3 separate regions of the Sus scrofa genome follow, and all the other regions are linked to region 1. The links are chromatin contacts, called in public Hi-C maps. All regions are on one chromosome and are shown on one strand. Each heading gives the region's core, a stretch centred on a gene start, on an enhancer-like site or on the middle of the called end of the contact. The rest is flanking DNA. Distances are from core to core; before and after follow the strand shown.

Region 1 (4,147 bases), core at 557-3,056:
CATATCCAATCAAAATAAGTGAAAGAGCCTCACCTTTCCCAGGTTTATATTTGAGATTGAAAGGCTGATTCTGCCAGATATAGGGGACCAGCATAGGTGCAAACTGGGTCATTATCTTCTCAATATAATTTTGAAGAATCTCTCTGTGTTTTTCTGGGTCCCTTAGTTCATCCGATATCAGGAACAGGCGGTACTCTACAGTATCTTCCACTGTAGCAAGCTTCATATTTTCCTCCATTCTTCTTTGAAAGCTACATTTAAAGTGGCAATAATATAAACCATACAAAATAATGCAGAAGTAATATCCCATTCCTTGAACTATTCTAGGCAATTCCATTAATGTTGTTTTCCAAAATTCAGTTATCCACATACAATCATCATGATTTTTGCCTTGACCACATACCAATTATAGCATTTAATTAAAATTCTTTCAATGACATTTTTATACTTACAATTATATGAAAGCAACTTTTGATACAATACAGTAAATGGAAATCTAGTACTGCATTCCCAAGTTAATAAGCGTGTAAAAATGAAATAAAAAATGTTTGCCTTTGCACTAATAGTGGTGCATGTAACACACGGTCAGAAACAATGCAATAACATCTCTTGAAATATTGACAAAAATTCCAGTTCTGCCACTGGTCCTAGTTGTGTCATTCTGGGCATTTCATTTTCTCTTTCTGGGGCTTCCCCCTAATTGTAGAATGAGAATGTTATTTTATCATTTCTAAAATCCGTCTCTACTTTCCTCCCTTCATCCTCTTCTCCCTCTCTTTCTCTCTCTTTACTTTCTTTCTTTCTTTCTTTTCGTTCGTTCGTTCTTCCTTTCTTTCCTGCCATGCCTGTAGCATGCATAAGTTCTCAGGCCAGTGACTGAACCCATGACACAGCTGTATTTAACCTCCTGAGCCACCAGGGAACTTCTTCCCTGAATTTTTATTGTTTAAACACTCTTAAGAGTAATCTCCCTTACTCTGCAGAATTTAAATCTTTCCCCTTGTACATCATGGGTGAATTCAAAACTACAAAACATTTATATCCTATCATTTCACCCCAAAATAATCTGCCCATGGCTCTTGATCCTACAACAACCCGTCCCAAACCACCGCCCTCCGCCCCTTTTCAGGTCTCAGAGGGTATAAATAACTGTTTTCTAAGGATTTCCCTTACAGACAAAAGTACTAGCTTACTATTGCTGCCAGGTGAGGCTTGTTAAAGAAAGATATTGCACTGGATGGTCCACTTTAAGGCTGTGATTCGATTTTCAGGCTTATTTGGTTTTCCAAGGAACTAATAAAACTAAGTCGAGAGGAACTTGCATCTTCTATCCAGACACTCACTACAGTCCAGATTGACAGATAATAAATACTCACCCACCCCAGAATGCCAAGCACACCTTATTATGAAGAATTTAGTGTCAGGCTAGAAGGGACTTTGAGATCACTCAGACTGACTCCACACTGTACATATGAGGAAACCGGGAGCACGGCAGGAGAAGCAACCAAGCAGCTGAGGCCGGACTAGGTTCTAGCGCTCTTTACTCAAAACAAGGGTCCCTTCTTCATCCAACAAAATGAAGCCAATTTCGCTTCCAGTTCTAAAGCCTGGGCCTCTTCCTCACGTCCCTGCTGCGGCACCTTTCCTCAGCCTTCTCTCCTACCTCGTGGGCTGCCAGCAGCAGCCAAAGCCCGGCTCTGACTGGATCCACACGCTTGTCTAGGACCTGAAGCCAGCGGAAACTTAAGTCAGAAACCGGCTCAGCTCCGGAACTCCCAGCGTCGCCTTTGCTAGGTGTCGGCGGGAGTATTAGGCGGCTGCACCTGTGCGTTCGTCACTTCCGCCCCCACGGGGAAACAGGGAGGGGAGAGGACTGGAGAGGTGGGGATCCTGGGGTGGTGGCGGTCCGGAGTCTAGGAGACGGGGCGTGACGGGGCCGGAAGGTGGCGGGAGGGGGCCGAGCCGGAGCTGGCGGGAGGGCCAGGCCCGGAGGCCCCCACCCTGGCTTGGCCGCCCCGGCCGCGGCTGAGGAGGAAGAGGAGGATGATCTCCAGATACACACGGAAGGCGGTGCCTCAGAACTTGGAGCTGTGAGTGGACTGCTCAGCCACCCAGCTGGGGCCGGGGGAAGCCGTGGCGGGCCGCAGGCGCTCTGGGGACCCTCCTTGACCAGTCCCTTGCTCCTTTTTCTTTCCCAGGGCGAGGGAAAGAAAAAATTCTTTGAAATTTTCTCCTCCTAGCCTTGCCGGACGTTGCCCCTCCAGACCTCCATCTCCAGCTAAGAGCGTGTTACCAGTGCAATCCCAGGACTTGACCCTCTTGGGCTGCACTCCCGGGGCTCAGGAACTGGGTTTCCTAAGGCATTTGTAGTTTCCGTTGTGTTCCATGCCCCACTTTCCATGGCCACTAACAACTCGTGAAGTTATTAATAACTGAGTCCTACAATAAAGTTGAATACGTCTAAAGCCAAACACCCTGCGAAGCGCTTACATGCATTAGCTTACTTAATCCTATCAATAAGGATACCAGATAGGAACTCTTATTTTGTACTTCCTACAAGATAAAGATCCCAGATCTGAAGGTTGTATCGTGCCAAAGATCACACAGCTAGGTGGTGATGGAGCTGAAGTATAGACCCGTTATCAGTCTGATTCTGAAGTTTGTGGTCATAACCATTACATACTGTCTCCCCACCTCTGCGTTGAAGAGTCAGAATCCTCAGGATCAGGTTTGCTTTTGAGACTTTAGAGAACAGATATTTCCAGCTTGAACAACTTAGTGAAGTGTTGTAATTTAGGAAGTAATGATAATGTCATACATTTATTAATGCTTTACACTTTCAGAAACTTTCACATCTTAATCTTTAAGATGGATATGACCATCTTCAATTTTCAGCAGAGGAAGTATCAGAAAGGTACACATCTTAAGATTATATAACCAATAGGTTTTTGAGCTTGGGCTTTTTAACCCCAAATCCCAGTTGTTGTTTTTCTCCACTAAGGTATGTAATTTTAGCAACCATACATTTATTAATTAAATATTAATTATATATGGTAATAACAGCTATGGTATTTTCAGTCACACCTGGGTTTCTGGTTAGACTCTTTTCTAGCCTTCTGAATTTTAGGCAAATTACTAATTTTTTGAGCCTTCATTTCTATAACATAGGAATAAGACTTTATCTAAAAGCATGTCTAAAATGATGGCATAGGGCTTGACATTTAATAGGGCCTCAATAAATGGTCATTTCCTTGTTCCTTCCCACCTTTATTTGGTGCAGTAGTCATACAAAGAAAATCAGTCTGTGATCTTTCCTTGCCTTTCAGAGGCTTATTATCTAAGTAATAGGACAGGACACAGAAGCAATTCAGATAATAAAGATTTTTAGGAACTAGGAAGAAGAAAGTCATTTCCCAATAAAGCAAATGTGGGTTAGCTAAAAATCTGCTTTTATAATTAATTCTGGCCATTCTGAAAGTGAAAAAAAATATCTTTCATCGAAAAAATTACTGATAGGCACTTACTGGGCCAGAATTATTGACCCACTATCATTGTGTTATTTGTTCTCTATTATTGATTTGATACTCACTAAAGATAACTCTCCCAAAAGATGATTCTCTAGAAGTGTCAAAATAATGTGAATAGTGGAGATGATGAAGATTATATGCATCTAAATGAGAGTATATTAAAAGTAATTTTATTTTTTAAGTAATTTTAATTTTAGGTGTTATAATTGATAATTTGCTTTGAAGAAGTAACTTTAGTTTTCTCCCTGATGGCTCCAAATTACAGATGTTGAAAACAGTTTGGAATAAAAGTCATTTTCAGCATATATCTTAAGATTTTTAAAATAATAAATCTTAAGCATAAATGTATAATGAATAATACAATGACATAACCGTCACCTACATTCAACAGTTGTTAGAATTTTAATATATTTCCTTCTTCTTTCATCTTTATCTTTTTTCCAGCCTCTCTGTCATCTGTGAAATACGGAAGGAAAACTCCAGACACTGTCATTTACCCTATATACTTCATTATACATTTCTAGAAATTAGTCATTTTCTCGTATATATTTCTTTGGTATTATCTAATTGTCACTTTATAACCAAATTTTTCTGACAGACTAAAATATGTCTGAAGTTTC
Region 2 (4,147 bases), core at 691-3,190, 480 kb after region 1:
TAATTGAAGTCAGATAAAGAAAGACAAATATGGAGTTCCTGTCGGGGCACAGCAGAAACGAATCTGACTAGGAACCCCGAGGTTTCAGGTTTGATCCCTGGCCTCGCTCAGTGGGTTAAGGATCTGGTGTTGCCGTGAGCTGTGGTGTAGGTCACAGAGGCAGCTCAGATCTGATGTTGCTGTGCTGTGGTGTAGGCCAGCAGCTACAGCTCCCATTAGACCCCTAGCCTAGGAACCTCCAAATGCTGTGGGGGCAGCCCTAAAAAGACAAAAAAGAAAAAAAAAAAGACAAATATATGATGTCACTTATATATGGAATCTTAAAAAAAATGATACAAATGATACAAAACAGACATAGACTCATGGATATAGAAAACAAACTTAGGGTTACCAAAGGATAGAGCAGGAGGGTCCCAGAAGAGATAAACTAGGAATTTGGGATTAGGATATACACACCATCATGTATAAGATAGGTAAACAAGGACCTACTGTATAGCACTGGGAACCATACTCAATATCCTGTAATAATCCATAATGAAAAATAATCTGAAAAAGAATATATATGTGTGCGTGTGTGTGTGTGTGTAACTGAATCACTTTGCTATACACCTGAAACTCACAGTAAATTAAATACTGTTAAAAAAAGAAATACAGTGAGTTCCTGTTGTGGTGCAGCGGAAACAAATCCGACTAGGAACCATGAGGTTGCAGGTTCAATCCCTGGCCTCGCTCAGTGGGTTAAGGATCTGGTGTTGCTGTGAACTCTGATGTAGGTCACAGACGTGGCTCAGATGTGGTGTTGCTATGGCTCTGGCATAGGCTGGCAGCTGCAGCTCCGATTGGACCCCTAGCCTGGGAACCTCCATATGACAAGGGTGAGGCCCTAAAAAGACAAAAGAGAAAAAATAAAAAAATACAAAAAATGATAAATGAATATATTATAATGCAAAAAGTCATAAAATTGATTTAATGGATGCTATGAAGTAGAAAAATGCTCCTGAATTTTTATTATCTAAAAATAAACATCAATATTTGTACTAAAATAATTACTATTATTAAAAATGAAAAAAATTATTGAAAGGATTAAATGAGGTTATGTATATTTTTTAAATTACCACAAATACCAGCTACAATTATTGTTACTCACTAAATGGGTAATAATAATTACCCAATAGGCTGGGGGTGTTCTGAGAGTAGAGATCATCAGGCTTTAGCAGAGCTCTGCATCTAAACCAAGGCACTAAATAAAAATGGTTAACTAGGAGTTCCCTGGTGGCTCAGCAGGTTAAGGATCCAGCCTTTTCACTGCTGTGGTAAGAGGTTCAAACCCTGTTCTGCCAACTTCCACATGCCACTGGCCCGACCAAAAAAAAGAAAAAAAAAAAAAGTAAGAAGCACTTACTATGTTGTCAGGCACTCTATGTGACCTAATTCCGTCCTCTCCACAAGCTATTAGAAGGGCATTCATATTTTCTCCATTTTACAGATTAAAGAAACCGAGGCTGAGATTAAGTCACCCAAGTTAGAGAACTGAAGAGCCACAACTTCAACACATGAAGCCCAAAAGAAGAATTAGTGTCCTTTTATATTATACATTCCGTTCCGCAAAACTCAGGACCAGCAAAGGTCATGGGTGAGAACATCGAAGACGGAAATCAATGGGGCCAGGGGTCAGCAGGAAGTCGCTACAGGACTCTAAATCTAGCGGTCTCTGTCATAGCGGAACTGGAGGAGCGTTACTAAAGATAGTTGACCTAGCTTTCTCAATCGCATCTCAGCTGATGGGACCTTAAGTTACCAGGACTCTGGGGTGGGTGGCGGTGGGGGTTGGGGTGGAGCGAAAATGCATAGGAACCAGCGAAGCGTCCCAGGTGACGGCCATAATGGGAGGGGAAAATGGCGCGTGCGCGGCATCCGGGTTCCTCAGCGCGCTCCTACCGCAGACGTGGCAGAAGGAGTGGCCCTGGAACGTGGGGGTGGAACTTCCGGGGGCGAAGGGCCGGCTTCCTCGGAACCGGAAGTGGAGCCTGGGAGCCTTGACGTTAGGAACGAAGTCGAACCTGGATCTGGAGCCGGGTGAGGAGTGGCTTCGGGAGGTTGGTGGGTAGAAAGCAGAAGAGAGGCCGGGGTATCACTGGCCAGATTGGGGTCCGGTCTCAGAAGAATGGGAGGAGCCCGGGGCGGGGCCCAGGGAGAGACCCTCACCTCAGGCATCCACAGTCCAGGATCAGTCCTAGACCCTCCCTTCTCCCCTCTTGGCCCAGATTCCGGCTCCCGCTTCCTGCCCTGAGCCTGCTGAAGGGCGAGAGACCCTTGATCTACTGCTTAGTGGACCAGCCCTCTCTCTCATCGTGGCCTGAGAAGCTGGCTTGGCTTCTCGGGTTTGAGCCCCGACGCTCCCAGCCTCCACAGTTCGACTACTTTAAGAGTTCTAGGAAGCTTGCCCCGCCCCCTGGGTTGTCACCCTTGACTGTCCACTCAGAGACTTGAGCCTTACTTCAAACTCTTGGGTGTATTTGAAAGGGTTATTTCCTCGAAAAGAAGCTCCTTTTCTGCCATCCCCACTCCCACACTGACTTTAGGAGGATAAAGGTGAAGAGGACGTCTGTCAAGCTTCATGTGGTGCTCTGTGCTAGGTTTAGTATTTGGAAGAACAGCTCCCGAGATGGCGTTGAATTTAAAGAGTTCTAGTCCAGAAGCAGCTCAGTTTTTCTGTGGTCAAAATGGCCCTTCCTAGCAAAGGGGAGAGGCCCATTGTTCCATTGCAGAAACTGAACTTTTTTGCTTCCTGGGCCCCTTCTGTCTATAGGATATTTGGAATGATCAGGCTATGTAGAGTAGTAGATATGATCAGAGAGTCTTCTTCTTGAAAGGACCCTGGAAAGGCTCTCCAGTTCATTCCTCTTTTGCTGGAAAAGATTGTGATAATTTCGGTGGTGGCCTAGATTCATGACATATAAGGAGAGCACAAACTGGAGAGTTGGAGAAGTGCATTGAGATTTGAAATACTCATAGTCCCTCTGCTAGAAGGATAAGGTGAATGATCTTTTTCCGTGAAATGTAACTTTGCCACTGATCTTTGAACTGTTTCCCTGGGTTGTTGTGAGATGTTTTGTGCCAGGCCTGCACTTAATTCTAATCTGGTAACTTGCTAGAGTTTTCAACTGTTCTTTACATTTATTGATTTTTAATGCTTCAGTTCTAAGGTCCATACACTCTTGGTGGGAATACTGGGGATGGAGAAGCACTTGATTTACTGCAGTTTAACCAAAAAATGTCTTTTCTCTAGCCGGTTACTCTAAAATTTGCCTTCTGAGGGGGAGGGAATTTTGCCGATCTGTTTTAGCTATGAAGTCTGAGTGATTAAAAATGACTAGCACACTAGAAGGTATTCATTTTTGTGGAATGAATGGATGCTAGAGTTAATGAATGGAAAGTGGGAACATTGTTTCAGTTACCTGTAATATCACAGCAGTTCATCAGTGGTATGACTAGACACTAGAAATCGTACCACGAGGAATGGAGGCTGCTGCTCCATTCTAGTGGGCCTATCTGAAGTTGAAATTTATACCCTCTTGGCAATGACAAAGCATGGGGTTGAGAGTAACAAAATCCTTACTTTGAGGAGGCAATCTTACCTACTGTCTGAGGCAGAAAATTACAAAGATCCTTTGGTAGTGTGGAAATGATTAGGCCGATCACTGCTTGATAAGCTCCATCCTTTTCTGTCTCTGATTCCTACTGTGAATAGTGCTCTCTCTTTAGAAAGTTGATTCTGGGGAGTTCCCATTGTGGTGCAGCAGAAATGAATTCAACTATATCCACGAGGACGTGGGCTCAATCCCTGGTCTTGCTCAGTGGGTTAGAGATCCGGCATTGCTGTAAGCTGTGGTGTAGGTTGCAGACACAGCTCAGATCCTGTGTTGCTGTGGCTGTGCAGCTGCAGCTCTGATTTGACCCCTAGCCTGGGAACTTCCATATGCCATGGGTGCAGCCTTAAAAAAAAAGCAAGAAAGTTGATTTTGACTAATTTCTCTCTTCTCTTTCATCTAATAGGTGAGACCAAGTTGGGGATGCTCTCATAATGAACGTTAACCAGTCAGCTCCACCTGTGCCGCCATTCGGGCAGCCCCAGCCTGTCTACCCA
Region 3 (4,147 bases), core at 646-3,145, 310 kb after region 1:
AAGAAGATTCACAAGCATAACAATAGCATAAACTCACTGTTCAGGAATGTGACTGGTTGTCCTACCTAAGAGTAGGGTCAAAAGCGTCCAGGGAAATTAATACAGCACAGGTATACAGTCAAAAATGAAGAAGGAGCCCATGTCTCCTAGTCCCACCCCCTAAAAAGTCAGGATTTCAGGACAGGATGAGCACCTGAACCACCAATCTTTCGTCTTTTTTTTTTTTTGGTTGCGGGGCAGGCTGCACCCACCAAATGTAAAAGTTCCTGACCAGGCACTGAGCCCAAGCCACGAAAGTGACAACGCTGGATCCTTAACCCGCTAGGCCAAAAGGGAACTCCTTTTTTCTCTTTTTTAAAAAGATTTCTCAGGACAAGGATTCCATAAACTCTTTATTGAGCTCATTCCAATGCCTGGCCAGAAAAGACATACTACTACTAAGTTTTTCATTTTATCCACATAAGACTAGATACAAACCAGTGTTATTACTAAAGGAAGCTCAAATTGGAGAGAAAAAAAAAATTAAAAAAAACACCAAGGAAAAAGTTTTTCTTGTTTTTAAATATTTTAATGGAAATATGTCTGGTCAGATTTCCAAAACTGGGCTAACAGTGTTTAAACATTGTGCCAGAATATTTGAGAAGCTTAATGAAATAAAACAAATAGAAGTATCTGTTTCAAAAGTAAACGTGATACAATAGAGAAAACTTTATTCTAAAATGATTTTAATTTATTGACCAAGCTACATGGTAAGAAAAATCATTTCAAATTGTTTTTCATCTCCACAGCAGTATTTGAAGTTGATGGGCTTTCCCAGAGAGTATGGAGATCTCAAGCGACTCTCAATTAGCCCTCAATTTCTCTTTTAAATGAATCTGCTGACCTGTGGTCTTTAAACATCCATAAATCTTGCCCCAGCCGATAAATATCTAACTTTTTCTTCTAAGGGGAGTGTGTGGGTGTCTGTCTGCAGGGAAGGGGTAACCCTTTTTGGTTTTTGACCAAAGAATGTTGACGGTTTTCTAAGCAAATGTTTCTTCCTATGCACGAGGCTTTTTCTTTGAAGCTGCCTTTTTTTCCCATCTATCCTGCACGTCAAGCCTGGGGCCCCCACATTCTGGCCCGTCCCTTCACCCTGTCCAATCCCATATAGTTCCCTTAATTTCCGCGCGGGGTGACACCAGAGGGCCGAGCGCGAAGCCTGCGGCTGGCGCTAACTAGGCGCGAAGAGGGCGGACTGCTGTCACTGGGGAGCAGGCGTGGGCCAAAGCCGAGGTGATTTCTGACTGCTCATCGCCCAGCCCCGCGTGGCTGAAGGTCTCCGAACCCCTCGGTCCGGCCCGGCAAGCCAGGCGTGCAGCTGTCGCGGTGCAGGAAGCTAATCGCGGCCTCTGGGCCGCTTTGACAGGCCGAGTTGGAAAAGAAAGGGGTTCACTGCGACTAGTAGCCTCACCCCTTCAGCTAAGAGACCTCGAGAGCGAAACCCCCGCCTCGGCCTCAAGGCAAGCGAGAGACCTCGGAGCCACAGCCCAGCCCAGCAGGGGCCCGCCCAGGGGCCACTCCCCAAGGGAGGCAGCCAGTCACTCGCCCGCCCTTCCGGGCCCGCTCCGGAGGGGACGGTCTCCCGCCCGCCCTCAACAGCTCCTCAGGCCAGGCCCCCAGGGCTTCGTCCACCTCTCACCTTTGACGACGCGGTCAGCCCCGGGAGGGGGCGGCGGGGGCGGGGGTGGGGGCGGTGCAGCCCGGGCCGGCTCCGGGGCGGCCATGCTGGGCCCGGGGCTCGGCTAGGCGCTGGGCCGGGCGGGGTTGGGGGCGGGGGCGGCGGCTACCAGAGCCAAGCGGCGGCGCCGCCGGGGAACATGGCGGACCCTCTTTCCCTACAGAGGGGCTAAGACCGGCATGCACCGCGCGTGCGGGGGCGGGGGCGGAGCAGGCTCTAGGGACTTGGGCAAAATTACTGAGGCTAGGAGAGAAACAGGACGAGGCTAAGGGATCAGGTTAAAATTCTGGGCAGGCAGAAATAAAAGAGAAGGGAGAGGACCTGCTGTCTATAGCTAGTTGCTGGGGTGAATGAGTGCTTGGGATCACCAGCTTTCATGGAGCTTCCAATAATATGGGGAGACGTAATCAAACCTTAGAATCTCTTAGTAATAGAGAAACAAACGTATAACAATTTGGCCACCAGATCTGCGTACTTTGGTTGGTAAGAGACAGGAGAAATAGAGGAAGCTTTGTAGGTTCTACAGCAAAGCAAGCGTTCAAAATGGAGTTTGAGAGAGAATCTGACCCTGTGTTTATAGGCTGGAACTGCCAAGAGTGGGAAGGCATGGAATAAAAATGCAGCCACAGCAGACGAGGCTCCGAGGGTTGAGTCAAAACAGGAGGAAAGGAAGGGATGACACCAGGAGATGTTCAAAGGGTCTACAGAATTCACCGGAAAAGGACAGCTTCCCTCTTGATTCATTTAGAAAATAGAGATTTTTAAGACAGAGGCGTAAATAGGAAATTAGTTCCTCATTAGAAAAACCTCAGAGTATTTCTGTGCATACATACAGAAATGTGGGCTCAGGACTTTCGGAAATTTTATAGAGACAGATATTCATGGAGAAGGGAGTAGTGGGACAGGAACCAACTCTTCAAGCAACAATTATTAGATGAAGAGTGTGCGTATGACTCCAGTAGAGGTACTGAATCATGAACAGAGACCAGCATGTCCAGTAAGATCTATATAATCTTGATGACATAGGATCCAAGCTTTAGCGTGAGAAATTCCTGCCCATCCTCCTGCTCAAGACTGCATGGGCTTATGTTCATAATGTTTAATAATTAGGTAAACAGTTGTCCAGAGATGTCAAAGAGCACCTTTCTACCTCTTCGTTTTATTAGGTCTCAATGATTCTGAGACCTGAGGTAAAAGAGAAGAGAAATGCCCAGTGAGTATTCTTTGCAAAGGGAGCCCACAAGATATTTCTAAGAGGTAGATAAATTTGGGAGTGAGGCAGGGTGAAAATGGATCTTTCTGGTATGAAAGTGCAATAATCCTATAGGGGAAGGGAAGGGGTAGCCATGGGAAGAGATCAAGGAAGGGATAAGAGGCACATCACAAACTTGTAGAAGAAGGGCCCAAGAGTATAAAGATAAGGAGTAAGTTTGTAAGAGGAGTTTGAATCCCCAGAAAATCTACCCAAGGAGGGGAGGAAAAAGTGTGTAATGTGTTGAGTGCCTCTTGGCAGAAAAGGGATAGAAAATACACTGATAGCAGTAATAACAAGGAGTTCCCATTGCGGCACAGCGGAAATAAATCCGACTAGGAACCATGAGGTTGCAGGCTTGATCCCCACCCTCACTCAGAGGGTTAAGGATCCGGTGTTGTCGTGAGCTGTGGTGTAGGTCACAAATGCATCTCAAATCCTGCATTGCTGTGGCTGTGGTATAGGCCAGCAGCTATAGCTCCAATTCGACCCCTAGCCTGGGAACCTCCGTATGCTGCGGGTGTGGCCCTAAAAAGCAAAAAATAATAATTAGTAATAGGGAAAGTCAGTCTATATTAGGTCCCATTGACTCCTACCTTGAATATACACCCTTCAAATATCCTTCAGCTCCTTTTTGGCTCCTCACTGTCAATCACAGATAGATATCTTTGTGTCATGGCTCTCTCTGAGAGCCCCAGGCCACTTCGAATTGGTATTTCTGGCTTCTCCAGGCCTCCCACCCCAAAATAAAAAATTGAGAGTATATAAAAGGCATTAAATAGACAATTAAATGACAAGAAATTAAATAGAACTATCTCATAGATTTATTAATGAAAAATACTTTACAAAAACAGTATGTTTGACCCTAAAATAGTTCAGCTGACTCTGAGGGTTTACAATGGCGACTGAGCAAGTGGCAGTAATGGCTCTGCTGCAGACGACAGGAGGGTATGTTAGTGTGCCTGACTCCATCTGTTCAGAAGAGCAAATACTGTGTTGGCAGCTCCGCATTCTAGGCCTAAGGTTTGGGAGCAGAGGGAAGGCTGGTAGTCTGGGCAGATGGGCTAGCCTGAATGATGTGGTCAGGACCAAGACCACATAGCTACATGTTCCTCCAAGGATGGGGGGGTGAGGAAATCACAAGATCAGGTAACAGGGATGGGCGGATAAAACAC

What was found. A called contact is a pair of places that touch in the nucleus more often than the background predicts.
Region 2: a contact with region 1 is called in a Hi-C map of liver, with 15 times the contacts expected there. The contact joins the promoter of SEC24C here to the promoter of ECD in region 1. A contact is called at or near these places in 2 of 5 promoter capture datasets (fetal liver and liver), 2 of 47 Hi-C or Micro-C datasets (liver and skeletal muscle) and 1 of 2 datasets of contacts at active chromatin or transcription factors (alveolar macrophages).
Region 3: a Hi-C map of liver shows a contact between it and region 1, with 10 times the contacts expected there. The contact joins the promoter of PPP3CB here to the promoter of ECD in region 1. A contact is called at or near these places in 3 of 47 Hi-C or Micro-C datasets (heart right ventricle, liver and skeletal muscle) and 1 of 2 datasets of contacts at active chromatin or transcription factors (alveolar macrophages).

The regions. Positions count from the first base shown.
Region 1 is chr14:75,990,816-75,994,962 of Sscrofa11.1, forward strand. It overlaps ECD (protein ecdysoneless homolog), which reads right to left and starts at 1,807. Exons shown (of 13, transcript XM_005671096.3): 1 at 1,664-1,807; 2 at 34-251. The coding sequence starts at 238. FAM149B1 (protein FAM149B1) reads left to right here and starts at 1,842. Exons shown (of 13, transcript XM_013983338.2): 1 at 1,842-2,090. The coding sequence starts at 2,044.
Region 2 is chr14:76,471,766-76,475,912 of Sscrofa11.1, forward strand. SEC24C (protein transport protein Sec24C) reads left to right here and starts at 1,941. Exons shown (of 24, transcript XM_013983347.2): 1 at 1,941-2,076; 2 at 4,057-4,147. The coding sequence starts at 4,085.
Region 3 is chr14:76,303,450-76,307,596 of Sscrofa11.1, forward strand. It overlaps PPP3CB (serine/threonine-protein phosphatase 2B catalytic subunit beta isoform), which reads right to left and starts at 1,896. Exons shown (of 23, transcript XM_021072583.1): 1 at 1,682-1,896. The coding sequence starts at 1,766. It overlaps LOC110256628 (a long non-coding RNA gene), which reads left to right. Exons shown (of 2, transcript XR_002338398.1): 1 at 1-1,694. It overlaps USP54 (inactive ubiquitin carboxyl-terminal hydrolase 54), which reads right to left. Exons shown (of 25, transcript XM_021072539.1): 25 at 3,774-4,147.